Linked DNA regions of Triticum aestivum: region 2 is linked to region 1. Evidence: chromatin contacts called from public Hi-C data. All regions are on one chromosome and are shown on one strand. The core of a region is the stretch at or near the end of the contact, and the rest is flanking DNA. Distances in the headings are between cores, read along the strand shown.

What was found. Hi-C and Micro-C count contacts between places; a contact is called where the count stands out from the background.
Region 2: a contact with region 1 is called in a Hi-C map of leaf, with 7 times the contacts expected there. The contact joins the promoter of LOC123189085 here to the enhancer-like site in region 1. A contact is called at or near these places in 2 of 5 Hi-C or Micro-C datasets (both in leaf).

Annotation. Positions count from the first base shown.
Region 1 is chr2A:491,788,754-491,796,247 of IWGSC CS RefSeq v2.1, forward strand. No RefSeq gene overlaps it. Among protein-coding and RNA genes, the nearest start is that of LOC123189084, 360 kb to the left of the region's middle. Within about 2 kb of position 3,313, at least 4 of the 8 cell types and tissues checked have an H3K27ac peak or open chromatin away from gene starts, as enhancers often do. A contact at or near this core is called in leaf, where this site is marked.
Region 2 is chr2A:492,625,889-492,633,382 of IWGSC CS RefSeq v2.1, forward strand. It overlaps LOC123189085 (protein LAX PANICLE 2), which reads left to right and starts at 2,768. Exons shown (of 4, transcript XM_044601413.1): 1 at 2,768-3,797; 2 at 4,083-4,133; 3 at 4,375-4,447. The coding sequence starts at 3,082.

The sequences.
Region 1 (7,494 bases), core at 2,063-4,562:
ATCCAACTCTCACAAATCAAAGGGTCCTCCTCCTGGGTGTATGATCCCGTGCGAATGCTTTGCCTCTCCTTTTGTGTTTCCGCCCTTTGGGTGAGCTCATCGATAAACAAGGGCTCCTCCACAATGTTGACCTTTTCTTCATCATCTTCACAATACATGTCATCATCTTCATGCCATGAGTTGCCATGGTCATCGTCGTCTTCATCATGGCCGGCGAACTGGGTGTCACCATACTGGTCGCGACCATCCTGGCGTTGGGTCGCGTCGGGATCGAAAGCTTGGCCTTGGCCGTCGACATGGAAGTCCTCACCACGGTCCTCGAAGATGACGTTCTCCATGAACGCGACGTAGTCAGGGTCGTCGACTCTCGACGTCGGCAGTGGCATTTCATCGAACAGCTTGCGGGCGCCGACCATGTTGGCCGAAGGGATCGACCGGGGCTGCTTCCTTTGGGTCCTGTTGCACGGCTGGCCAGCGCCACTATACCTTGGTGTCACGTTTAGGTCGATGACGCCTACGGGCATGAACGAAGCGACCACGCTGCCCTCCGGTGACGTGAAGAACCGTGCCTGCCCATGGGCATGCAGCGGCGGTGCACGATACCCGGGCGTCTCCGGTGTGACGGACGAGCTCGAGGACTGGTACTACCAGTGGCGGAGGTAGAGGGTGGACAGGGTGGGCCACGGCCCACCCTAAGATTGGAAATATGGGCTTTATACCATAGAGAAAATGCTAAAAAGTAAAATAAAAAAAAGATTATATGTACAATTGCACTGTTGGCCCACCCTGGCCCAGTGGGCTAGGTCCGCCACTGGGTGCTACGGACGACGAACGGCGATGAGCCTGTGCTAGCACGAGGAGGGCATGCGCCTTGGCGACGATGGACTCCTCGTCGACTTCGGCCTGGTGTTGTGCGGCACGCAGCACAGCCGCCTCGGCGGTGTAGTCGGCAGCGGCCTTTTTCTCTGCCACCTTTGTCCGCCGGTTCTTGCTCTTCATCGATTCGGCGTCGAGCTTGGCGAGCTCCGTCGGCGTGAGCTCCGATCGCGGCTTCTTGGTAGCCTTCTTCTTCGCCGCAGGGCGCGCGACCGCGGCCGGTTCACGGGGATTCATCAGGCGCCGACCATGAAGGAGGGAGGGGAGGAGGACGAGAGGGTTTTGGGCAAAATGGAGGGAAAGTGGACGGGTGTCTCCCGAACGGGCGGACCAGGGGAGGAAAAGGGCGCGCGTCCCGCCCGTCCGTGCACAGTCCATTTCAACGCAAGCGCGGTCGAAATTTCGGTTGAGAATGGGTTGAAAGCGGACCGAAAACGGTGCTTTGCGCGTTGTTTCTCTGTCCCGCGCGTTGGAGTTGCATGGGCTGGGGCAGCAGCTCAGCTGATCGAGTGCATGGAGCAACGTCTATCACCTCCGGCCGGAAAGAGGATATGTAGAAAAAATAAGGCCAGGTCACATCGATCCGTCTCTACAAGGTCAGTCAGGGAGATGAAACGAGACAGTGAAAGAGGGAGAAGAAAGCTCCCAGTGGATTCGATCGATCTTGGTTGTTTTAAATTGGGCATGCTAGTCTCCATCGCTACTTGCTCCCGATCGAATCCTCTGTTCCCGCCAGCTCGCCAGAAGTCAAACCGCAGAGGTAGCATTCCGCGAAACAGTGCAGCTGCATGCGTGCGTGCGTGCTCGATCGCGCGCGGACGGGGTAATCATCAGGCACTCTTGTCCCCTTGCTGTTGGATCATGCGAGTCCGGCCGGCCGGCCGGCTTCTCGGCCAGTGCTACAGTCGCTCTCCCTGCCCAAGCGAGTGAGTGCGAGCAGTAGCACTGCAGAATCCCCCGTCTTGGTGCCGGCCAAGCGCACATGGACTCTGCAGGAAACCACTACGCAGTTGATTTCGCCCCGGCAGTCGTACCGACTTGCCTTGGCCGTAGTCCAGCCTTATGATTTGGGTTATTTCCTACTAGTACCATCGTAAAATCTGGAACTTAAGCTTGCATGGAGCTGCGGCCGGTAGCACGTACGTATCCCTCAAAACACACGACACTTAAAATGCTGCACACAAAGGTACTATTTTTCCAAAGGAACAATCATTTGGTTACTGAAATTTTCCTGAGTAGAAAATCTAAATAGGGCAACTATGATTGCAAAAATAAAATCATCTTTTTCTAGGACGGTGATATCACCTGCAAGCAAATCTCGCCGTGCATGCCATACGCAGGTCGAGCCCATATGTCTGGATCAGTCACTGTCCTCTCTGGAAGCAGCGGAATAGACGTTTAATCGACGTGCAGTTCGATGGTGGGAAGGGAAATCCATGTCACGTCAAACAGCGACCTCGGCATATGTATGTACGTGCACGCACGCACGCACTAATAAGCATGAGCATGAAACGAAAGGAGACGGTCGAGACTCGAGAAGCTGTGCTGTCCTGCACGACAACAAATCACTCCCCGTCCTGTGCGGCCCGTAACAGCACGCGTCTGTGCGTGCGTGAGACGTCCGTGTCTTAGAGCTACGTATCCATGTGTATGAGTGTATCGGATGGGACTCGCAATATTACCTGGCCACGTCAAAACGCTAGAGTGTCACCTGGTTTCGAGCTGTGGAACCTCTGTGTCGTAACAGCCACGATACTGTTTACTACAGAGAGAGGAAAGGAGGACCATTGATCTTTTGCTTTGGCACGTACAACAAAAGGGGAAACCCGTCCCAACATATCGTTGGATCAGACGACAATCTCATCAGTCGGTGGACTAAAATTCCACCGGGCCGAGACGAGATGGAAAACAACGCGACGACAGTCTCATGATCGACCGCACTCAGGTGGACACGGGAGCCCCCTCCACACGAGACACGCAGATCCCGGGCAGGCCATGCACTGCAGTTTGCATGCACCACCCATACATATTATTCTGCGATCGATCGAGTGCCAGTCTGTTCGCATGCACCCATCATGCGTGCCCTATAGTACTATATATTCCATCGGTTCAGAGATTACTGATTTCGGCTGGTTACCCTGTATCGATCCACCAGGAAATAATCTCCGGGACAGTGTGTGTGTGTGTGTGTTTAACTTTTTTTTTGACCTACTCTCGCCGTCTCCGAAAATAAGACTTCGTATAAATTTTGCCTCCAGTCAAACCATGCAATGTCGGAACAAGTTAAAAAGAAGGAATAGATACATAAATCGACTCAAAAAAATAAATAGCAATACACATGCATGGAAGAGAAAGTGCAAAAATCCTACTGTACTTGCGGGCTGTGGCGTCCATGGCGAGCCGGGACCGACAGCATGCATGACGAGCGTGGTGACGAGATGGTGACGAGGGAGAATGGGGAGTTGTCATGCACAGAATAAATGTGTGGATGGGTACGTACGTGACGTGCGACGTTGAGTGAAACGACAGGTACGTTTCATAGTGGCACTTGTTTTTTCCCCCTTCCTTGAGCTGAGGTGATGCACAACCCACCACCAGGCACACACGTGTGGCAGTGATTGCACGCGAACCCATACATACTCCCACCGTTCAGAAATACTTGTTCAACTCTTTACGTATATAGGAGTAGTTTTAACTTCTCTCCGGCCCGTGGAGTTTTTACGGTACTGCATGTAGGAGTAGGAGCATTGTTTATTTTGGTTGAAGGGGACTTGATCGTCTGTGTAGTCGACGTACGGGCCAAGACGCAAAACTGTTGATGTGGACAGGAAAGAACTGTTTTTTCACTGCTAGTATATAGGTTTATATGTACTTCGTCTTATCCAATGATCGAAAAGGTACAAACGCAATGCATATTCTGTTCAAACCATCGTGTTTCCGTATCAATAACGCTACTTCATCGTTTCATAACGCAGTGCATATTGTTTTTTTTGAAAAAAATTAACCTCAGAAACTTTGATCAAGTTTGCGTAGAAAACATTAACGTCAGGAATGCCCAGCATATATCATTGAATGCATTATAAGATGTAGCTTCATACTTTATATATTTTTATTATAGATATGAATAGTTTTGTCTATAAATTTGATCAAAGTTTGCAAATTTTGACTTTAAAAAATGTACGCACCACAATATGAAATGGAGGGAGTATTATACAGCGATTGATAATGTCTAGTTTGCCCGTTGGTTGACCGTGAAACACAAGATAATCTACTCATTTCAGCGGCAGTTAGATGGGAGTATTTCCGTATTTTGAGTAATAAACTTGCGTGGTGCAAAGTGTGCTTAATTAATTACCGATTAAAAAATTGTTAAGAATCACGTTTGCAAGTTAGATACATTGTTTAACTGAAATAACTGAAAGACTCCTGCAAAAAAAGAAAAGAAAAAAGAAACTGAAAATGCCAGCCAGCAAACGCCCAGTTTAATCAGCTTGGGTTCGGCCAGTACGTGGCTGCATGCGCACGCACGTGTACGCCCCTGTAGGTCGACAAGTGCAACCAGAGGATGCCATCGCGAGCTGCATGCCTGCATGCATGCATGGCGAAGCGGGTTGGAGCTCACTCACGCTCAAGCTCAAGCTCACCCGTGGACGTGCGACCCGATGGAATGAATCGACGATGATCTGTCAACAACCCCACCGCACCGCACCCCACCCCTTGCCGCAACTTGGACAAGATCCCCGCAACAGCAGCAGCATGTATACATACACACACGTACTCCTGCACCTTACTTGTGTGGACTTGGGTGCGTCACGCGAGCGAGATATGGAGGGACCAAAGCGGGCCATGGATCGCCCGGCCGGGCTGGGGTCCTCAAGCATCCACCGGTCCTGTTCCGGATCTTCTCGTTCCATGCAAGTTCCGATCCATTCCATCCAACCAAGAAGAGTTTTTCGATCATTAGCTGCTTAGTTTTAATCAGTTCAATCCGCGATCTAGTAGCCCAGGCCTGGGACCGATCGATCGATCCGTCGGGCGGGCTGTACTACCGGGTAACTAGTGCAGCAGGATGGTCTACCGGCCACTTGCATTGTGCCCTGCGTCCTTCTCGATCTGTAATCAGCTAGCTAGTGCAGCAGGACGGCGACAGCAGAGGACAGCGCAATGCATGGTTAGCTTTAGGGGGCACATCGCTCCATCGGCGTCACGCTTTGGCATATTATAGGATCCTAGCATTTCGCTTTTGTATACACGCACACATATATATGGTGTTTTTTTCGATAAAGGGTGGATTTTATTGATTCAAAATGGAGCATCAAGAAGATACAAACACAATGAGCACACACCCGGCCTCTGCATAGCTAGGATGCACACAGCCAACATCAACGCACACACACAAAAACACGCGACAAATAGCAAAGTCATACAAGACCAAAGCTATGCGTGGGCGAGGAAAAAAGAAAAAAGCCCCAAAGCGATCACATCACGATCGGCAAACTATAACAATGACCATATCTGCACCGACAATCTCATGACGCCACGCGGATGACAAGGTTCTTCAACAGCAACGCCTTAAGGAAGGGAGTGACATTCAAGTGTCACCGTCACCGGATCCAGCCACCGAAGGTTGGAATCTAAGTTTTCACTCTGAAGAATCAGTCCGAACATTCTGAACAATGCCTTCAACAAGATAACAACGTCAAAACATCGCCATTGTCAGGTATACCCAACTCGGGGCAGACCAAGGCTTTCACCCCAGAGCTCAAGACCAGGTGCTCAAGTAGCACCACCATCAAGGTCATTCATGTGTTGTCGCCGCCACTTTTCCACGATCCCAACAGCTACAAGCGATATGACCGCCGCCACTGCACAACAATTCCTCTGCATCAAGACATCATCCATAGTTTGCATCTCGCCGTCGAAGTGAACCACCATATCTGCAGAGATGAAACTCTAACAGAATCTTTTGATGGCGACAACAATCCGCGGTGAGGCCGCCGCCGTCCTGGATCCAATCCCCAATGACGTAGTCAACTAGGTGGACGCCAATACCATGGGTTGCAGCCGCCGATCATCTGCATACATGTCCACGCATGTGCATTTGTGTATATGCATTCATGCACCAGACCCACGTGCTTCTCCTAATCAAACTCCCAGCCATGGACCTCATCCAGATCGGAGCCGAAAAGGTAGCTGCGAGATCCGGAGGCACCATGTATGGATCGATCGGGAAGCTCACGACATGAGACGACAGCGGCCAGAACAGATCGGGAAGCCAGCAGCGACGGCGGCGGCCAGATCGGACGGCGACCACCAGGGGGGAAGAACAGAAGAAACCGGCCGGAGACACCCCGCCGCCGCCGTCCGCCGGGCAGCCGGCCTCCTCCGGCGGCGGCAAGGTCAACGGGGCTGCGAGGGAGGGCCTCCGGGGGCTACGGCGGCGGCGCCTCCGGAGTCGCTGGAAGCGACCCGGGAGGCTAGCGGGTAGTTAGCGGGTAGTTAGCGGGAGATTCCGTAGAGTACATTATTAACAATTGGCAGGAAAATGCAATTTAAGATGGCCGTTCATCCAACCATCATGCGTGTGCGAGTTATCGATCACAGCCTAGTTTCAAGGGATCTTTTTCTAGTTACCGGTTGATCATCCCATGCATACGTGCATCAGTGCATGCCGGATCTTGGGTGATGGGTGGTTCGATCCCTACTGAAAATGTATGCATGGTATAGATGATCCGAGTTGGAGGTATTCGGTTCTGGAATGTACGTCGGCCACCTGAATGGACACGGTGAAATCGCTGAATGGGATGTTAATTTTGACGATGGACGATGTTTGATTATGTGAAAATACAACATTTGTAGTTCTTATTTAGGTTTTGCTGAAAATATTGCCCAATCATTAATATCCCCACAAATATCTAAATATCTGTCAGGACCCCGACTCAATGCCACATAGATCTAGCATGTAACACTTCATATCACTTTGCGGCCTCACGCACGGTATTCCCACGGGTGTCGCCTAACCTTTACCCGGGACCGTTTGCGCCTTTTGGCACACGTATATGACAGTGTCGCTAGCATCCATATGATAAGGAGCCCGGGCTGACATGGCTAGTCGTAAACCCAAAGTGGCACAGACTTACAGGGACAGGCATCCATGACCCAGCATCGAACGTGTCGGTCATCAGCGAGTGAATCCAGGCTGTAGCACTGGGCTAGCAGGACTCCGGTGAACCGGGCTGTAGCGGGCTAACAGGACTCCGGTATCCATCGCGTGACATTTCCCCGAAGGGACAGACACAGGAACGAAGAAGGACACATGCCGGCCAGCCTAAGTGTTCCGGAGCAGTAGCAAGCTACCATGGCTCGGTGGAAACACTAGGAGACATTTCCCGTAAGAGAGGCTACTAAAGATAAACAACTAGATAGTCAGATCCCACACATACCAAGCATTTCAATAACATACACACAATATGCTCGATATGTGCAACTACAACATGGCATCACAACATGACTCTACGACTCAAGTAATTTATTCAATAGGCTCCGAGGAGCGAGATATTACAAACAGGGGTCTCACGACCCAACATTCAGAGCATACAAGTCAAAGCACAAGCGGAA
Region 2 (7,494 bases), core at 1,518-4,017, 840 kb after region 1:
ATCCTCGAGCCCAGAGTACATCCACATCAGATGATCGCGCGCCTGAAGAGGTTGGATGCGTCGACCGAGGAAGACCTCCAGCAGATCCATCCCGATCACTCCGTCGCGGACAAGCTGGATGACCCGTTCAACCAGCACCTTGACCTGCGCCTTCTCTTCTGGAACTACCTTCAGGGGAGCAGGCTTCTCCACTCGAGCCAAGGAAAATGGAGGAAGTCCAGTCGACTGGCCATGGGTTGGTTGATCCTTGCAGTAGAACCAAGTCGACTGTCAGCCCCGGACCGAGTCAGGAAGGATCATGGCTGGAAAAGTACTCTTGCTCCTCATCTGGATCCCTAGACCACCGCACATCTGGATCACCCGCGTCCTCTCATCACTCGACTTGGCCTTTTTGACCGACTGGGAACGGCAAGTGAAGATGTTTGAAAAGCCCCCAGTGCGGTCGACAGCCCAAGAAGTTTTCGCACATGGACACGAAAGCGGCCAGATAGACTATGGTGTTCAGAGTGAAATGGTGGAGCTGAGCCCCAAAGAAGTTCAAAAAACCCCGGAAGAAAGGGTGGGGGCAGTGAGAATCCGTGATCTATGTGTGTTGCGAGGAGGACGCACTCACCCTCTCTAGGCTGCGGCTCGGTTTCGTCCCCCGGGAGCCGAGCCGACTTGTGAAGGATCAATCCTCCCTCCACTAGGTCGTCGAGGTCGTCCTGCGTGATTGCCGAGCGGATCCAATCGCCCTGGATCCAGTCCGCCGGCAGGCCAGACCTCGACGAGGATCCGCCCCGGCTGGTCCGCTTGCCCTTCGCCTTCGCGGTCGCCTTCTTCGCGCGTTCCAGCGCCGCCGTCTTCTCCTTCCCCATGGTGACGGGTCGAGCTCGAACAGAGGTCCGGTGACGAAGCGGAAGCGAGAGTGGCGGAGAGATCGGAGGAAAGAGAAGAGAGAATGGGAGCACGCGGAGCAGAGGCCTGGCCCGGGACCTTTTATAAGGCCTTTCACCGAGTGGCTGACTCGTGGACCCAAGCGATCTAAACAAATCCCAGAACAGTCACGCGCGTAGTACGTGGCGAAAAAGGTGGCGCGGGGATCGAGGAGACTTGCCTAATCCGTCCCGATAACTTCGGTTCCGCCCGTCTGGCGCACTTTCCAAAATTCGAATCCCGCGAGATCCGCGGAGAGCAGAACAACCTGTCAGACTGAAGACAAACACCCTCTACATCATCATTCGGAATTTTACCATGAAGGTTCACTCGACAACAACCAAGAATGGACCAAGGCGATTGAGAAAATAGTCGACGTCGTCACCTCAACTCATTGTTCCAGACAAGGCATATTCATGGCACAAAGAGCGCGAGATCCGCGGAGAGCAGAACAACCTGTCAGACTGAAGACAAACACCCTCTACATCATCATTAGGAATTTTACCATGAAGGTTCACTCGACAACAACCAAGAATGGACCAAGGCGATTGAGAAAATAGTCGACGTCGTCACCTCAACTCATTGTTCCAGACAAGGCATATTCATGGCACAAAGAGTGGGTCGGAAGTGTTCTCAACCCCTCCCTCACTGAAACCCTGATCCATTCGGGGGCTAATGATAAAGCTATGTACCTAGGGTAGGGTCATGGACCTGTCCAACTTACCCTCCCCAAGGACATCTCTACAAAGAATCAGAAACAGTCGAAGAGAAACCATCAACCACTCGACCGTGGAGATGCACTCACTCGACCACCTTGAAGACACTCGACCACCAGAAGATGAGGAACGCTCCACTCTGCAACGGTCAGGACTTAAACCATAGCATTATGAACATTTATGGCGCTTTACTGTAGACGTTACCAGTAACGCCTTTCCTTTATGAACATTGAATCCTGTGTAACAAAGGGGAGCTGGGGCCCTGGCGCACTCTGTATAAGCCACCCCCTCCTCTGGGACAAGGGTTCGCATCTTTTGTAAACTCACACACACACATATATAATCCAGTCGACCGCCTCAGGGCACCGAGACGTAAGGTTGTTACTTCCTCCGAGAAGGGCCTGAACTCGTAAAACTCGCGTATACAACTCCTTCATAGCTAGGATCTTGCCTCTTCATACTTACCCCCTATTCTACTGTCAGTCTTAAATTCACGACAGCGACCACAGGAGGCAGGGTAGCCCTATACGCGTTTGGGCGCCGCTCGTGAATGAGGTGGAAAGTGTTTCTGCAAAGTTGCTAAATAACGTATTATTATACTAAATCAGCAATAATTAATATGGATCGGAGTGAGTATAAGTAATAAGTATTGTAAAAGAAATTATGATTTCTTAGTAAGGACGGTCATTTGCGCATTTTGTTTGAGCGCTCACAATCTTTGGCTAATTTTGGACGTGCCGCCGTGGCTCGACATGCAGAAGCCAGTGCAACCGCGCAGAAACCCACACGGAAGCTTTAGGCAGGGCGGCGCATGTCACGCACCACATCGTTTAGCGCTGTAGGGTAAATCATGCCACGCCACACGTACTGCCGCGCGGGGCCCGCGGCTCACGACCGCTCTTTTGGTTTCTTCCAAAAGAGCCCCTGGACGACTGAGCTATTCGCCTAAGCAAACCCGCGGTTAAATATCTGGAGCTTCTGTTCTTTTTGTCCCTGCGACCGCGAGGACTCAAAAGTTAAAAAGATATACAGAGAGAGAGGGGAGCGGCCCCTTTCTCTCTCTAGGACGGACACGGACGACTCGACTTGCTCGGGTTTTCTCTGTCTCTACCCCCTTCTGAAACTATTTGATCTCCGATCGACCGAGGTCTCTCTCTCCGCCCCTCTTCCTTTCCGCTGCCTCGTGCCATGCTGCTACGGCTCCTCCTCTAGCTACTTCTCCTTGCGTGCCTGCCTACCTAATACTCTCTCTCTCTCTCTTCGTCATCTTCTTCCTCCGATCTCCTGTGGCCAAAGGTACGTGCCTCGCGCGTGCCGACGTCGTGCGTGCCGCGCGCGCGTCTCGGTCTCTCCGACGTTCTAGCGAGCGGAGAGAGAGAGAGAGAGACGGGGGTGGCGCCGGGCCGGGCCGGGCCGGCCGGGTGGATGGAATGAACCGGCGGCAGCCCGGATGGTCCCGGCTCGGAACCTGCAGCTCCTCCGCGACGCGCATGGCACGCCTTTCATCCGCGACGTCGCCGCCGGCGTCAACGCTCTGACGGCACAGCCGACGCCGAGGCCGAGCCACCACATGGCCCAGGAGCCCATTAACCAGGACCCGTCAAAGCCGCCGCCGCCGCAGGAGAGGCAGGAAGTGCACCAGGAGGAGCGACGCGGGGAGGCGCTAGTAGTGTTGCCGCCCCATCCCGCCGGCACAAGCGGCAGCAGCAGTGGCGGCAGCAGCAGCAACGGAGGCGGCGGCGCCGGGGGAGGGGACTGGTTGCGCCTCGGCCTCGGCCCGGCGTCCCCGGGCCCCAGTGGCGCAGCGCCCGACATCGATCTCTTTGCGGCGGACCGCGCGGGGACGGCGGGGCCGCGGCAGGAGACGCTCCCGGGCATGGACGTGCCGCCCGGAGCCTTCCTGCGCCCCGCCATGCCCGGCATTCCGCAGGCGTCGTTACAAATGTCTGTGCCGCGCGCTGGGCCACCTTGGCTGCCGCCTTGGAGCCACGCGGCGCAACAACCGCAGCTGCTTCTCCCGTTCGGACACCGCGGGCTCTACGGCCCTGGCTCGCCGGCCGCGGGCCCCTCCGGCTTCGACACGACCAGGGTTGTGCTGCCTCCACCGGCGGCCACCGCCGCCGCCGCCGCCGGAGTCTGGTTCGTCTTCCAGGCCGCGCCCCACCAGTGAGTGCATATATACACGTCCTACCACTCTCTGCGACTGCACTAGCTACATGGGTACACGCGAGCATTTCATGTGTTCATCGCTACTTACTCCTCCTCATCCTACATATTTCACTCGCTGCATGCCAGTTGATTAATTCGTCCTTGAATGATCAAATCCTGCAAATGCAGCGCCTTCATCTGCACGTTCTTAATCCTTTTTTGCTTCGATTCGTGTTGTTTTGCTAGGAGGACTAGCTGTCGGTGTTTTATTGACTTTGATTTTTGTCATCTTGATTTGTGCAGAGGGAGGGAACCGTTCTTGCCTCAGATTCCAAGAAGCTACTTAAGAATCAAGTAATACTCTACAACCCTCTTTTTTTTTTTTCTTTCATCGTAATCATTCTGCTGCTTCGATTAGTTGCCTCTCATCCTGCATTTGCATATTCTTTATGCGCCTCCAAATCTGCGAGGCTATGAGATGTATTAATTCATCTAAAAAACATGCTTCGGATGTAATGTGGTTTGTGCTTACTGCTGCGGCGTGGAAAATATGAGAATTTAACATGCGATTTCCTTGTATTTTGATAATTTTCAGAGATGGGAGGGTGACAGTTAGATTGTTGATCAAGTACCTGGCTAACAAGCTCGGATTGGAAGACGAATCAGAGGTATTTAAATATCAGCACAAGTCCGATTAATATCCGTTTTATTTACTAGCATTTTGCATTTTATTCTTCTTCCCCCCTTCTCCGGTCTTTTGTGTTATGGTGAACTTCTTTCTTTATTTTTATTACTGCCAAGATGCATTGTTTTCCCCTTTGCTTTTTCCAACATCGGTGATGAAAGGAACATCAGAGCTAGAAAAGAGACTGGTACGTGTACGGTACAGAGGTGTAGGTATAAAGAAAATAACATTAGACATATGCTTGCACTCCTGAATGAAATATATAAAATTTTAATCAAGCGTGACATTAAGGGTCCAGTTTGTGCTTGTTCCTATTGTAGGTGAGGGGTGTGTGTCTTGGGTGGCACATCATCCCCTCACCACTTGACAAGAACTCCTCCATCCGAGAGAGAGACGCAAAGAGGGACTAGTGAGAGGTTGTTAGATACTAGTCTAGATGGTTAGTTATCAGGCTTGTGATGGAGCTTTACTTGTTTCTTCTTCTTGCTCTCTGTCGGTTCATGCAAACAATAAAGCTGTATATATGTATATATATATACTCATTTTATATTGTACTTATTAATTATTAATTATATCTTAGGGAGGGAGCCTTGGCTAGCTAGCTAACTATAGGTAGAGCCCTCACAAGCCTTTCTGTTCTTTCTTTTCCTATGCATCCTAGGGGTCAGGATATGGCCAAGGAGCTCATCATTGCCTAAAGCCCTTTCTCCCCAGTGCAATGCCTCAAATGGAGGCATAGGAAGGGCTAGCATGCAATGCATGCAACAGAGGCTTTCAGGGCTATGCTCATATATAGGACACATGAGTAGGCATATATGTGTGTGCTGTGTACTCCTACATGCATGCATGTAGAGAGAACCTCTTGCTACGGCCTGGCTAGCCAGTGTGTGCGTCTGTGTGTGGGGCTGTGCTTGTGTAAAGCCATAGCATTGTGAGGGAGGGAGGGAGATAGATGGTGCATGCGCTAGAGAAAGAAAAGGCCTCCTTCACCTACCATGCATCACTGAAAGCTATGCACCATCCTCACCTCACCATATGGAAGCATCAAGTAGGGCTTTCGAGTGTTTGTATGTGTGTGTGCATGAGGCTCTCTGTGCATGAGAGAGAGAGAGAGAGAGAGAGAGAGAGTGCGTGAGAGAGAGAGAGAGTGCACCACAACATAACGCGCGCGCACACACACACAAACACACACCATTTCCTGCTCCATCACGTACAGTGATGGATCCTTTTCATTATGACTCGAGATCTTGCTTCCTTTTGCACTCGATAGGCCTACCTAGCAAGCCTGCATATGTTCTCAGTAACTGCAATGATATATAGGCTCCTTTTTGTTCAGGACTACACGCATATACAAAAAATACAATATACTCACCATGCACAGACCGACCGGCCCTACAATAAATCTTTGGTTTTCTTATCTACATTTCTCATATGTTAATCTACTCATTTACTTTCCTACCTAGCTACATTGCCTGGCTGTTTCATTGACCAATCTCATGCACAAAATGGCATGCATGCATACACGGTCACGCAGGAATCTTCTTGCGGATATATATACAAAAAGAAAGAAATACATTAATGGTTACAATATGTATCTAGGTAACAATATGTAAGCCGTACTCAATGATGAAAGGATGGCCAACTTTTAAGGTGCCTAATATATAATGTATGATATATTTGTTGCAACAACCTTAGGTGATGCGTGCAGACGTATACTAATATAAGTTTATACGTGGAGGGGTACTGGGTCTGCATGCATGCGCCTTTCTGTTTGAAGAGTAGACTTTGTTCATTTTCTAATTCTTTGATCTTGGTACGCAGAAGTGTTAGGGTGCACATACATACGAGCCTTAATTGCATCAGGATCCCGCTTTTGCTTTCAACTCCAATAAATCGACGTGTTTATCATATACCGTTTTATATATTTCTGGGAATTGACCTGCTAACAACAGCAAGGCCTCACGCTATAGTGTCTCGCCCACACCAATATATTTGCTTCAATGGCGTTGCATATACATATAAGGTATAACTATATGTATGATGGGTTTCATTTGCGCTCACCAATCACCACTCGGCCAGAAATATGCGAAGTGCAATATAGTTTATTAGTTCCAAAATTCACCATAACTTCTTGGGCCTTTTCATAACTATAAATGGGGGTCTACTCCATAGAAGCATATAATTAGGTATAATCAGTAAGTTAACATCTACATGCCGGTACTATAGAGGAGAATATATTCCTCAAATAACTAGCATTAACCGGGGCAATGACGAAAAATAAAATTCATCATGATCTATCATATACACAACTTAATTATGATTTTTTTAGTTAAGGTCATCGGATCGCCCAAGTTGTTGATACCAATATCCTATATCTTTTCTCGAAAAAAATCCTATATCCTATATATCTAAGTATCCCATTTAAATGTGCATGCAAGCCATCCACATCATCAAGTGCATGAAACATTTCCACTTTCCACACATGCAAGCCCTCCACACCATAAAAAAAATCGGCAAAAAATAATTAACCTTCAATGTCAATTTTCCACCACATGCAAACCCTCTGTATATTTGAATTTTTTTTTATACTTTCATTGCTATGAATTTCTACAGCAGTGTGCAGGATGTTATCTAGTTTATTTAGATTGCAAGCTTCACATTCCAGTTTATCTTATTTATAAAAGTTATAGTATGTAATGCAATAAAATGTTACTTACATTATTGGTGGAACAAAGTGAAGGCAAAGATATTTTTTGTCTTCTCTTTTGGTAAGCAGTTTAAACGTATTGATGTTTTTGTGCTCTTTGAACATTAAGTCTGATCAATTTCTGAGTTCAAGCCAGGCACTTGAACCCATCTAGTGGAAATGAACATCCACTCTCCTAACCAAGTGAGCTATCTTTTCTACACTCACTTATTCACGGAGTACACATGTCATAAGGTTTCTAATTGTTCAAACTTGATCTGCAAATAAACATTAAAAGTAAGTTCGCTTCTCATAGCATATACCTTCAATTAGTTACATAGGAC